2 separate regions of the Rattus norvegicus genome follow, and region 1 is linked to region 2. A link is a contact called in public Hi-C data. All regions are on one chromosome and are shown on one strand. Each heading gives the region's core, a stretch centred on a gene start, on an enhancer-like site or on the middle of the called end of the contact. The rest is flanking DNA. Distances are from core to core; before and after follow the strand shown. Region 1 holds the start of Otub1 (OTU deubiquitinase, ubiquitin aldehyde binding 1). Region 2 holds the start of Macrod1 (mono-ADP ribosylhydrolase 1).

Region 1 (6,581 bases), core at 1,222-3,721, 150 kb before region 2:
CACATGGTGGCTCACAACCTTCTGTAATGAGATCTGATGCCCTCTTCTTAAAAAATCTTAAAAAAACAAAAAAACCAAAGTTACCTGGGAATCATTTAGAAAGTTTGATACAAAACAATAACAGTAAAGCCAGACAGTGATGGCACATGCACTCAGGAGGCAGAAGCAGGTGAGTTTCTGAGTTCGGGGCCAGCCTGGTCTATAGAGTTCTAGGACAGCCAGGGCTACACAGAAAAACTCTGTCTTGAAAACCAAACCAAACCCCCAAACCAGATGCCAAAGATGCTATTAAGAGAAGTTATAGATTAGGGGAAGAGGCGAGGGCTCAGAGGGTGCAATGCTTAGTGGATCCACGTGATAGGAGGAGAGAATTTGTCCTCTGACCCTCCTACATACTGATACGCAGACAAAAATGTTTAATAAGTATATATTGGGGGGTTGGGGATTTAGCTCAGTGGTAGAGCGCTTGCCTAGGAAGCGCAAGGTCCTGGGTTCGGTCCCCAGCTCCGAAAAAAAGAACCAAAAAAAAAAAAAAAAAGAATATAGAATATATATTGGGGGCCGAATAGCTCAGTGGGCTGCTCATCGGAAGACCTGAGTTTATTCCCAGCAACCACATGGTGGCTTACAAACATCTGTAATGAGATCTGATGCCCTCTTCAGTGTGCATCAAGACAAAGCACTCATAAAATAAATAAGTGAACATTTTCTTTTTTTTTTAAAGATTTATTTATTTATTATATATGAATACACTGTAGCTGTCTTAGACACACCAGAAGAGGGCATTGGATCTCTTTACAGGTGGTTGTGAGCCACCATGTGGTTGCTGGGATTTGAACTCAGGACCTCTGGAAGAGCAGTCGGTGCTCTTAACCGCTGAGCCATCTCTCCAGCCCCATAAGTGAACATTTTCAAAAAGTTATAAACTGAGGCTCTGGTTTCCAATTTCTCACTATAGAAGGATCACTGCCAGGTCGAGTGGCTCACACTACTGTTAACTCCACCTCGACCCTCCCCATGCACCAGTCATGCATATGGTACATGTACATACACAAATAAATCTTGAAGAAAAAAAATAAATAAAAGAGGAGGGCTGGAAAGATGGCTCAATGGGTAAAGTGTTTGCCATACAAACCTGAAAACCTACGTTCCACCTCCAGAACCCATATAAAGGTGGAGAGAACGGATTCTATAAAAGTTGTGCTCTATTCCACAGGCACCTCGGCACACACAGCCTTCCACACATTATAGACACAATACCAATGATAGCTGATAACAAAGGACACGATTTCTTTTTGGCTCCTCCCCACTCTTTTTTTTTTTTTTGAGACAGGGTTTCTCTCTTTAGTCTGGAGTCTGGAACTCACTCTGTAGACCAAGCTGGCCTCTACTCAGAGATCCACATGCCTCCCTAGTACTGGAATTAATGGCAGACACCATGCCTAGCCTGTACTTGATTTTTCTTAATCTTGAAGAGAGCTTTTCCACCCTGGCCTCTATTTCCTGGACTAAGGAGTCCATATAGGAGCTGGGGTTGGGACTCGTCAGGACAAGGACCTCTACTCTGGAGGGTAAAAGGAGTCTCTGTGGCTCAGTGCTAGCTATAGCTGTGCTATCAAGAAGTAAATGCCTTCTCCTGCAAACTCGCTGGTGTTTGCTTTTCTGGGTACACAGGACCTGCAAATGGGAGTATCCATTTCTCAGAATGGAGACATAACCCAAAGAAAATAGGTAGCTTTGGCAAAAGTTAGCAAGGACGGCCACTTTTTGGCACAGGTTTTGTTTGAGACAAAACAACCAAGCCTTGCCTGAAACTCCAGGATTACCTTGAACTCCTGACCCTCCATGTCTCCAGCTTTCACGTGTTCGCATTATGGACTCAAGTCCACGCTTTTAAATGGCTCTGCTTTCTCAGATAGGAGGACATATAGCCAAAGTTAGGTCGAGGCTTTTGGTTTTGATATCAAAGGAAGATGCTCTCCGTGCTGGAAACAGGTCTTCAAAGCCTGTAGAGAACAGGCTCAGTGGTCAGAGGCGAGAGGCCGCGATTTCGGGGCTCCGAAGGGCGTCAGAAGGTTGTCACCTCTTCCTGTAGTGGCTCCGCACTGCAGCTACTGCCCAGTACCTTGAATGCATTCGCAGCTGTGATCAACCTTCTAGTGTCTTTAATTCCATCTTGTTCTTTATCTCAGTTACACAACCTGCGTTTCAAACTTCAGTATACAGAAAACAGAAGTGACTCAAGGAGGTCCTTAGCACCCCAGGACCTTTGGGAAAGTGGAAGTGTGGAAGCGTGCGTTGGGTCCATCCGCTTCTCCCGAGGACTCTAGCCCCTAAGCTCCCCAGGGCAGCAGCAGCAGCCCAGGCCCTGACAACCGCCAAAGGGAGCCTGTTGCTAGGGGCGTTGCGAAGGCGGGGCCACAAGGAGGGGCTCCCTTCCGGGAGGAGGGCAATTAATAACCCGGAAGCGATCGCCAGTGCAGCGCTGTTTAAAGATGGCGGCGGAGGAACCTCAGCAGCAGAAGCAGGAGCCGCTGGGCAGCGATTCCGAAGGTACGAACGGAGGGAAGGATGTTCTGCCCGGGGTAGCGGGGGCAAGCCTTGGCTGGTCGTTCCCGAGGAGCTCGGGGAGGCAGAGCCCCGGGGACTGGGCGTAGCGTGCGACGGAGCCCTTCACCACGTCTTCTCCCCTCCCCCTCACAATGGAAGCAGGGCCGCGGCGACCCCCGGCCGGGCGGGGCGGCCAGGGCCCGGGCTCGGCCTCTCGCGCACGCCTGGGGCGGGGCCTGGACCGCCCCGCCTCCGCCGGTACCGCGGCCTCGGCTGGCTCCCGCAGTCTGCCCGCCTGAGTCCTCGCAGTCTAGCCGAGGCCTAGGCCCGGCCCGCCTTTGCCGGAGCTGCTGAAAGGCGTTGAGTAACGCCGGGCTTCCAAGGACGAAGTCCCTGGTGGGCCGTTCTGGATGCCATTGGCGGCCCTTTTCCTTAGAGCTTGTTCTGGCCTTCCGGCTCCTTTGAACAGGCATTGTTTTCCTAGATCCCTGGTCCTTAAAAAAAAAAACAAAAAAAACAAAAACTGGTCACACCTTCTCCCTGTCTACCGAGAACTTGGGCTCTAGGGGTTGTCCCGTTTTAGGACATGGTGAGAAGCTCAGCTGAGAACTTGGAATAATCAGGCCCCAAAGGATTGGCTTTAAAAAGCCAATACACGCACACCCTACTCTAACTCCACACTACATACTAGAGGTTGAGGGCTAGGAAACCCAGATACGAAGAAAGAAATTGTTCTCCATCACATCTAAGAAGGATCCAGGACTAGAATTAGTGTCTCCTGACTCCTACAGTAGCTGCTTAGAGTCTTCAGAATGAACGTCCTGAATCCATGGATAACTCAAGAGAGTGCTTAGGTAGTAGTTGCTGCTGGCACAATCCCAGCATATTTTGATGATGGGATCAAGGTAACGGCATTAATCCATTTTGCCAGTGAGGGGAGAGGGCTTTATAGTTAAGTGGCAAGTGATATGTCCAAGAGCTCAGGCTGAAATTGTGCAAATGTGGACTTGCTCATTATGACCTTTGACCTTGGACAAGATGGAGTCATTTCTCTATTTGTTTCTTTAATTTGGAAAGTGAGCATACATGGGACCACAGAAGGACAAAGGGCGTGTCTCAATAAAGTGCAGGCTTACTTTCTACCTAGGGCACCACCCCTTCATCTTGCTTTCTCCCAGAGGCTCCCTTCCCCAGAGCATTCCCAAGATGCTACAGAGTGCTGATAGAAAGCAGGGAGCTGCAGGAGAGCTTGGGGGTGATCTTTACATTGTCATTTTATTTATTTGTATTTACTTATTTCTTGAGGTTGTTAGAAATAGAAACCAGGGCTTTATACCCACAGGACAAATATATCTTTACCACTGGGCCTCAACCCCAGCCCTATTATTTTTTTCTTCCAAGATAAAGGCTTGCCATATTTGCAGAGCTGATGTCTTAATTCCTAGGCTTCTGCATCCTGGTCTGGTCTGCAATTGCTGGGACTTAACAGCCGTGCACTGTGATGCTTAGCTGCTCCTTTTTAGAGATTGGCTACACAGACCTGTGGTCTTCCTGCCTTAGCCTCCCAAATGACACCATATCCAGCTACCTTCAAAAGATGAGGAGATGAGAACTCGAAGAGGGAAGGACTTTTCTAAGAATACACAGTGGGGTGTAAGGCATAGGCTCTTAGATTCCTGACCTGTTCTGCCAAAGCTGCCTGCTGTTGAGATAGTCAGACCCCACAGGAACCCTTGGTTGGCACTTCTTTTTTTCTCCTTTTTCTAGGTGTTAACTGTCTAGCCTATGATGAAGCCATTATGGCTCAGCAAGACCGGATTCAGCAAGAGGTGAGGTGCTGAAGAAGGTTGGGGAGGGAGTAGCTGAGGGCTTTGTGGGCCTGAGGCCTAATGTCTACTTTGAAGCCCTCCCCTCTCAAGTCTATTTTAGGCACTTCATGCTTTTATGGGGGTTGCTGTGCCACTGGATGACCAGCCCAGCACCCCTTTTGTAGGTGTTAGACATGGGTTAGTCAATCTCCTGCCTCCCTGCAGATTGCTGTGCAGAATCCTCTGGTGTCAGAGCGACTGGAACTCTCAGTTCTGTATAAGGAGTATGCTGAGGATGACAACATTTACCAACAGAAGATCAAGGTGGGATCCTGGCCAGAGGGGCAGGAGGGAGCCTCTTTCAGCCCTGCTTCTTGTCAGGCCTAATGTCTGAGAGGGTTGGGTGTTGGGGGGGGGCACACCTCCTATTGCTAGTTGTTGAAGTGTGCAGCCTCTGGACTGAGACCTCCATTCACATCAGATTGCCACTCAGCAGCTGTCTTCTTGACAGGTCCTTCAGTGTCTCTGAGCCCTGGGTGTCCTCATCTGTAAAATAGGGACAGTGAAAGCATCTTCCTGTAGGGTGGCTGTAAGGTTGAGGTACGTGATGCTCAGGTGGGACCAGGTGCAGGCTGGGCGGGCACTGACAGCTCAGGAGCCAGCCAGGGGCCAAACTCGCTGGTATTGGGATGGGTAGATTGGTCATAGAGGCCCGTCCTATAGTCTGGCTGCTGGATCTTTGTGAACGACAGGCCTTCTCTGTGTACCTGCTGCATCACACAAACTTAGGCAGTCTTTACCAGTCACCCCAGAGGCTGGGAGCAGTGGAGGTTGGACTGTACCCTGGGGTGAAAATAGTATTTAGTGGACAGCCTGAAGGGTTAAGAAATGGTTCCCTCCAGTCCTCCTCCAAAGACCATAGGTGTTTATGGCCTCTACTTGCAGCTGGAGTCTTCAGGCGGCCAAGCAGATAAACTCCCTTACAGGGGCAGTGCAAGAAGGAAGCTTCCTGACAGGTTTACTGGGAGGGCATCATAGCTCCACAATAGCCAGGCACGGTAGTGAGTGTCCACAGTTACTTCCCTGTTGCCAGAGAAGCAAAAGTTCATGAGCTTTCCTGACTCTGAGCTGTTGGCAGTTGGCAGAACTTAATATGTTGTGTAGGGCTGAGGTGCAGCCAGCTCAGTAGTAGGGTGAGCCAGCATCTGCAAGGCTCTAAGTTCCATCCTTAGCACCTGAGGGGAAATGCGTGAACTAAATGACCCCTGTTCAGCCTAGACCAGCTGTCTGCAGTCTGATCTGCTTATACCTGCTGCTCAGGGATTTGGGATTTCTCCAGAATATATGTGAGGGGGTTAAGGCTCTGCCCTGACTTTTGAGTCCGGTAGATCTGTGCTCTGCAGTTGTGTGACAAGTTGTTCAAGGCTGGATCTCTGGCTAGAGTTATTTTCAGCCCATGGGGCAAGTTTAGGGAGGGTGTTGAATTGAGTGCCGCTGTGCCCGGTAAGTGCTTAGAAAGCATAGGTTCCTCCTCTCCCATGTGGCCAGTTAGAGTGATGGTCATCCAGGGCCACCTGTTCTCCTGAGCTGCCCTGTAAAAACAACAGGACACCCTCGGTTCTTAGCATTGAGTCATTTAGCAAACTGAAGAGAGCTGTTTACAGCCAAGCACTGCAGTACCCCTAAACTTCTTTTCTGTTAAGTCCTCCTGTTCTTCCTGGGTGATAGCAAAACCAGGCTGGGTGTGTCCTTGGCTCCTGTGCGGAGTGGACTTTGTGAGGGTGTGAGGAAGTGGACAGGAGCCCTCTACAGGGTGCCGACAGTATGCCCAGTGAGCTTCTGACTCTGAGCAGCCTTAGCATAGTGGTCATGTTACAGTGCCAGGCAGTAGAGGTGCTACATACACTGCAGACTGAAACACAGTCCTGCTCCTGTGATGCTGACAGGGCAGTGCAAGAGATACACAAACTAAAAGGTATGTGTGGTGGACAGCATGTCTTTAATCTCAGGAGAAAACGAGGCAAGAGGAGCAAGGTCAACCTGGGCTAAATAGAGCAAAACCTGCCCCAACCCTGTAACACTACACATATACATGCACGCACGCACGCACGCACACACAAAATTTGGTCGTTAGAGATGGGTAGTACAGTGGAGAGAAATAAAGGAGTGGGAGAATTTGCACTTTCTTTCTTTTCTTCCTTTCAGATTTATTTATTTTTATTT
Region 2 (6,293 bases), core at 2,483-4,982:
ATAATGTATAGGCAGGAGGATCGGAAGTTCCCAATCATCTATAGGGAGTTAGGGGTCAGCCTAGGCTATAGGAGATACTGTCTCAAAAACAAGGCCAACCCAAAGGCCTACATGTCTCCTGATGAGGGGACCTGGCCTGGTGGCTGTCCTGATGTGGAACAGTAACGAATCTAGAGAAGCCGGCAGCCAACACAGAGGTAAAGAAGAAGCTGAGCCGTGGGCAAGACCTCTCCAGCTGAACCACAGCAGGCAATGGGCATGGCACAGAGCAGCACCCCATACGGAGATTCTGCTGGAAGGGTCGAACCCTTCTGAAGCACCGCACCTCTGCTTGCCCTCCTGCCTCCCACCTACCCTCCTGCTGGCTGCCTGCAGCCTGCACCTGCCTCCAGCTGCCTGAGACTACACTCTGAATCTGAACACCCCACAGCCTCGGGTCACATTCGAAAGGCTGGTCCAGAGGTGGGAGTTGGCTGGCAGGACCAGGCACTGGTCATTGCAAGTCAGGCCTCACTCCTGCCTCGCTCTAGGCCTCTCATCGGTCACCACTCCAGCCACCACGGTCCTACTTTCCCTTTGCTATATAGCTTAACCAGTCTCCAACTCACAGCAATCCTCCTGCCTCTGCTTCAGAGTACTAGGAGCACAGATATGCACCACCCTGATCTGAGCTACTTCACCATGCCTTGTGCATGGGGACCTTCTGCCTTCGTCTTTCTTCCCTTACTTGGGATTAGTGTGGTCACCAACAAGCAGAAACTAACGCACTGCTGCTCTGGATGAGAGTGTGTCCCACTGAGCAACCCCCAAGACTGTACCTTGACTTTCCCAAAAAGTGAGGAGCCCCCACCCAAAGGCCCAGGAGTTTCCACACCCCCTGCTGTTATATTTTTTTTCCACCCTTAACTGCCTACACATCAATCTCGTGTGACTCTGTGTGCCAGTCTTTGACAGAAAATCACCTAGGAAAGCAATCATCTAGATGTAGTCCTCATCTAGTTATATCCCTGAGCACACATTCCATTAGAGACTCGTGTCAGAACCGTCTGAGTAACTTAATGCACGAGAAGCCCAAATGCCCGTCTGCAGAAGAATGGATATCCAAACATGGTACATGAAGACAGCATACTATACAGAGGTCATAATGTGTCCATGTGCACCACAGAGTGAGGTCCAGCCCATCCTGGGCTATGGAGGACGACTTTGATTATTGTTTTGTTTTCAGACACAGGGGCTCACTCTGTAGCCCTGGCTGGCCCAGAACTCACTTGGTAGACCAGAATGACCTGCCTGCCTCTACCAAGCAAGTGCTGGGATTAAAGGTGTGTGGCATCAACCCTAACCTTTTTTTTTTTTTTTTTTCTTTACAAAAAACCAAAGTCTTTGAAGCAGGTAGAGCTCTGAGTTTGAGGCCAGCCTGGTTGACATAACAAGGTCCAGAACATCCAGGACTTATAGAGATTCTCTTTCAAAATAAACAAACAAACAAACAAATATACAAATAAATAAATAAAACAAATAAAAGGAAGATTTAGACCAGACCACCCCACATTTCCACGCTCAGAGCCTGCTGTCCCAGGCCATGGAAGCTTGGAGCACCTGCTTCCACACACTAGGTACCTGAAACTTGAGAGGCCTCGTCTCACCACCCAGCCCCTGTCACCAGCGCCTCTGGACTGCATTTGGTCACAATGGGACGACCTCCTCCAAGTCTAGCCCTATTGCCTGAACCTAGAATGCCCTCCCCCAGCTGGTTGCTTTACCTCAGGTCCCAGATAGGCCACCTCTGACCTTCCCAGCTCAGGTGGCCCCAGCCACCACAGTTTCTTCATGTGCACAGAGGACTATGCCACCATAGTGTTTCTCCACAGACTGTTGCCTGGCCACTCACTGCTGAATCCTACGGCTGGCCCCAATAGGTAAAAGTTTATTGAATGAGGGCCGAGGAGATAGATGGCTTAGTGGGTGGGTAAACGCACCTGCTATGTAAGCCTAGACACCAGAATTTGATCCCCAGAACCCATGCAAAAGCCTAAAAGCTAGACACAGTAGCGCTGGCTTCTGTAGTCCCGATAAACCCACCGGAAATGGCAAGTAGCGCTCAGATTCTCCAGAGCTTCAAGGACCAGCTCACCTGACTTACACAGACCCAGCTTGGCAGAGAAGGGGAGAAAACTGCATCAGTCCAGCAGTTGAGGAACCTCAGGTCCTATCAGCTTTCCCAGATTAGGCTGGTTTTCAGGGTCACCAAGGAAAGGGGAGCTAAGGGGAGAAGGGCTGGACTAGAAATAGAGGCAGACCCTACACTGGGTTTGGTACTGCCCCATCTCCCTCGGTTGCTGCTCCCTGTGGTTAAGCGGGACTCTAAGGAGGAACACTAACTCCCTCTGCTGGAATTCTGGACCAGCACCGCAACTCCCTCCCGGCCAAGGGTGAGAGAGTGGTAAGTTCTGACTGCTTCCAAAGAGGACCGCCAAGTGCTTCAGGATCCTGTGCGGACGTGCAACAAGAGGGAGTTTCTCTTTTCTAAAACCAATCTGAGGTTACCTTTAACCCTGCTTGAGACCCAGGTGGCCCAGCCCCCGTGGTCACGCCCACCAGTGGCCCAGCCAATAAGGCAGGCGCATTAGCCGCTCATTGGGAGGAGGATCCGCTCAGAGTAATAGAGGAGGGACTGGCGCTGAAAGGCAGGGGCAGCTGGACTGCCACTCAGGGCTATTTGGGACTCTGCACTTTGCATTCCTGCTAGAGACTAGGTCGTCCAGGACCCATGGCCCCTTCCTGGCATGCCCGTCCAGGAGGGGAAATACTTTCATTCTTTGGGGAGTTAGTGATTCTCAACAGCTCACGCCCGATGTCAGCCTGCTCTCCCAAGTTCTATGAGGCCAGTCCCTCAAGAAGGGGCAGATTGCTGGCAAGGGGCCAGAAGCCAGCAGGAGGGCAAAACGGGCACCTACCATACTACCAGAGAAGCCGACACCCGAGCTGCCACTCTTGGGGCTATCTGACCCTACCTGATAGGCCAAGCTCCCACACTTTGCCTTTGCACACTCCCAGCCTGACCTTGGGGAAGTGGACTCTGGCCCTGGGCCTCAGTTTTCCTCCTGTGCATGCATGAAGGAGGGCGGCAGGTCCCAAAGGATCTCGGGGGTGGGAGGGTGGGGACGGGGGGAGGGTCGGGGGGTGGGCTCCTGGGGACCACTGCTGAGGTGAGACCGCCTTCCCCACTCGTTCAGTCAAGGGGTAACCTGATGTGGGAGCTGGGTATGGATGTGGGCTGAGGGGGTTCCCAAGTGTCTCAGGTGCTCGTGGAGTGCCGTTCGGCCGGGGAGACCCACGCCCTGCTCTCACACTTACATTTGGCCTCCTTCCAGTCGGTGGAGGTGCTCAGGTCCACCTTCGCGGCCATGGCCAGGGGGGCCCAGGTGCGCACCCAGGCTCCACGCCCTGCCGCCCCCCACGCCCCAACTCCCGCCGAAGGCCACGCGCAGTAGCCGTGCTGGCCCAGCGCCACCAGGGGACCGTACGCACTGCCACGGGGCCGCGGGCCACCCGCCGAGCGGCCGGGCCAGGGGCGCGGGGAGACCAGCAGCTGCCCCGCCACGCGCAGCTGTGCCAGGCGGCCGGACACTTGGCTCTGCAGCGACATGAGCAGGCGGTGCCGGGCTGCTCCCCGCCCACTCGGACTCTATTTACGGTGCTCTGGAGAGTCGCGCTCGGTCCCTTATTTACTCTGGGACGAGAGTGGCGCGTGCCAGCCCGTGGCGACCTGCTTAGAGACCGCGGGCGGCGCGCCGCTGGGCACTCTGGAACTTGTAGTCCCAGTCGGGCCCACTGCGCTCACGCACTCGTACACACACGTGCGCACCCAGCCTGTCTGTCTTCTCGAGGGTGGCTGCAGTCAACCTTCAAGGCACTCCGCGCCTGGGTTTTTCCGCCTACCTCGGCTCCTGGGTCTTTTCGCCTAGTTGCCGTAGCTCAAAACGCAGCTTGGTCCCTATCGCGTGTTTTTCAAGCATAGAGAGACCTGGACTTGTGTTGGCTCCCTACACATCACCCAGCTCTGCGTCTGGTCCACAGCAGCTGCAGGTTCCAGCCTGCCAAGGGGAGGTAATATGTGCAGTGGACCTATGTGTCAGGTTGGGGCGACTTCGCCTAGCAGAGATGGCCGGAAGAGCTAGACCTTCCATAAGCTCCAAGGGCCAAGCGGCTCCTACTGAATTCCACAGTAGCCAGCAAGACATTAGTGAGATTTGAAAGGAAGAAACCTAGGTGCCAAACCGGCGTTGTGGGGCATACAATCCCAGCATTCGGGAGGGTGAGGGCCGAGGATCGTAGGAAAGTTTAGGGTCAGCCTGACTTAACAGGGCAGCCACATCGTAAGACCCTGTTTCAGTCAACAGGTCAATCTAACAATATTAAGGAGAGAGGGACAGAGACACACAGAAAATATGAATCTGGGTGTATAGGAACACTCCGGTGAACTAAATAGGATCATTTTTTTTTCTCGTATTCCTTAATGACATATGCCTGTAACGCTAACATTCTAAAGGCAGAGAGGTTGGTCAGGAGTTCCAGGTTAGCCACTATTCATACTCAGTTCCACAACCCAGGGAGACCCTACTTTTTATTTCAAAAGAAAGAGGAGAGAGATGGGGCGGGATTTAAATCCTGGGACTGGAGAAATGACTCAGCAATTAAGAGCCCTTGATGCAGTTCCCGAGGACCAGAATTCTAGGTCCAGAGCTCACATGGTGGCTCACAAACATCTGTAACTCCAGTTCCAAGGGATGCCACGCCCTCTTCTGGCCTTGCCAGACACCAGGCATGGAAGTAGTGCACAAACACACAGGCAGGAAAACACCCGAACATAAGATTTCTTACAAATTGTTCTTGCCAGCCTTAATGGTTGAGCCATCTCTCCAGACCTTGTTCCCAAAACTTTTCAAATAAAGATTTAGCTCCTGGAAAACAAAACAAAAAGGAAAGAGAGCGAAGTGAATGACCCTCCTATTGAATCCTCAGCACAAACCTGGCAACGTAAACAATGCAGACTTCTCAGTTTAAGTTCTTGTGAGACAAGACTCTGGGGTAAGTCACCAGAATTACATGTCTCTGGCTTCATTCCTTCCTGGAAACTCTAAGAGAGCTTGTCCCAGGATTTCCCAGTGGCCAGAGGTCATGTGGCCCTTCCAATAGTTCCTTCCTGCAGTCTGACAATGGTTCAGGCTTCTCACATCTTTTATGTGGTGGGGACTTTGCTCTTGGCTTCTCCATCTACCATTTTCCAGGCTGTGCTTACACTGGCCCAATCAGGATCCAGGAAAAAGTCAGTAGTTGCCCACAATCAGCTAGCTGGTTTATGCTTCCTCAGTTTCCCTTTCCCTGAGGCCATATTCACAGGTTCCAGGATTTAGTGTGGACAGCTTGAAGGGCCTTCACTTTGCCTTCCATCCTTCCAAAGACTTGGGAGGGGACTCTGGGAAAAGACAAAGGTCCCACCCAAAAGACATTTTGACCCCTAAGAAGAAGGCTGCCTTCCACTGATGGCCTGAAATCCATGCCCTTGGGGCTCAGCTCCTGGACTCTGGATACCCAGAACCCCTGCCACCTAGTCCACACTAGATACAGCCCTCATCCCCCCCCCCTTAATTGATAGTTAGGTGTGGTGACATACCTTTTAATCCCAGCACTCAGGAGGCAGAGGCGGACAGACCAGTACAAGCCTGGTCTACAGAACAAGTCAATGCCAGCCAGGGCTACACAGATAATCCTGTCTAGAATGCCCCCCAAAAGGATATTTTTCATACAATAAAATCTTATTACATTTCCCTCTCTCCTCCCTTTCTCCAACTCCTCCCAGATCCTCACTGACTCTCTATACACCCATATCCCCCCCCCCTCTCTCATTACTCTCATTAGAATACAAACAGGCATCTAAAAACATAATAAAATAAAACCAAACAAACTAGAAAAGAGACAAGCGGGGGTTGGGGATTTAGCTCAGTGGTAGAGCGCTTGCCTAGCAAGCGCAAGGCCCTGGGTTCGGTCCCCAGCTCCCCCGCCCCCCCCCAAAAAAAAAAAAAGAAAAAAAAAAGAAAAGAAAAGAGAAGGGACAAGCAAAGAAATGACCAGGAGAGAAAAAGCCAAAGAAGGGGTTGGGGATTTAGCTCAGTGGTAGAGCGCTTGCCTAGCAAGCGCAAGGCCCTGAGTTCTGTCCCCAGCTCTGAAAAAAAAGAAAAGGAAAAAAGAAAAAGCCAAAGAAAATGTACAGGAAGAGCATGTAGATGCAG

Evidence for each region. A called contact is a pair of places that touch in the nucleus more often than the background predicts.
Region 1: a Hi-C map of liver shows a contact between it and region 2, with 2.7 times the contacts expected there. The contact joins the promoter of Otub1 here to the promoter of Macrod1 in region 2. A contact is called at or near these places in 11 of 12 Hi-C or Micro-C datasets (the A7r5 cell line, the Rat2 cell line, Schwann cells and 6 more) and 1 of 1 datasets of contacts at active chromatin or transcription factors (oligodendrocytes).

What each region holds. Positions count from the first base shown.
Region 1 is chr1:213,820,569-213,827,149 of GRCr8, reverse strand. It overlaps Otub1 (OTU deubiquitinase, ubiquitin aldehyde binding 1), which reads left to right and starts at 2,471. Exons shown (of 7, transcript NM_001106332.1): 1 at 2,471-2,553; 2 at 4,318-4,379; 3 at 4,584-4,682. The coding sequence starts at 2,496. It also overlaps a transcript of Macrod1 not described here.
Region 2 is chr1:213,672,916-213,679,208 of GRCr8, reverse strand. It overlaps Macrod1 (mono-ADP ribosylhydrolase 1), which reads right to left and starts at 3,732. Exons shown (of 11, transcript NM_139337.2): 1 at 3,358-3,732. The coding sequence starts at 3,649.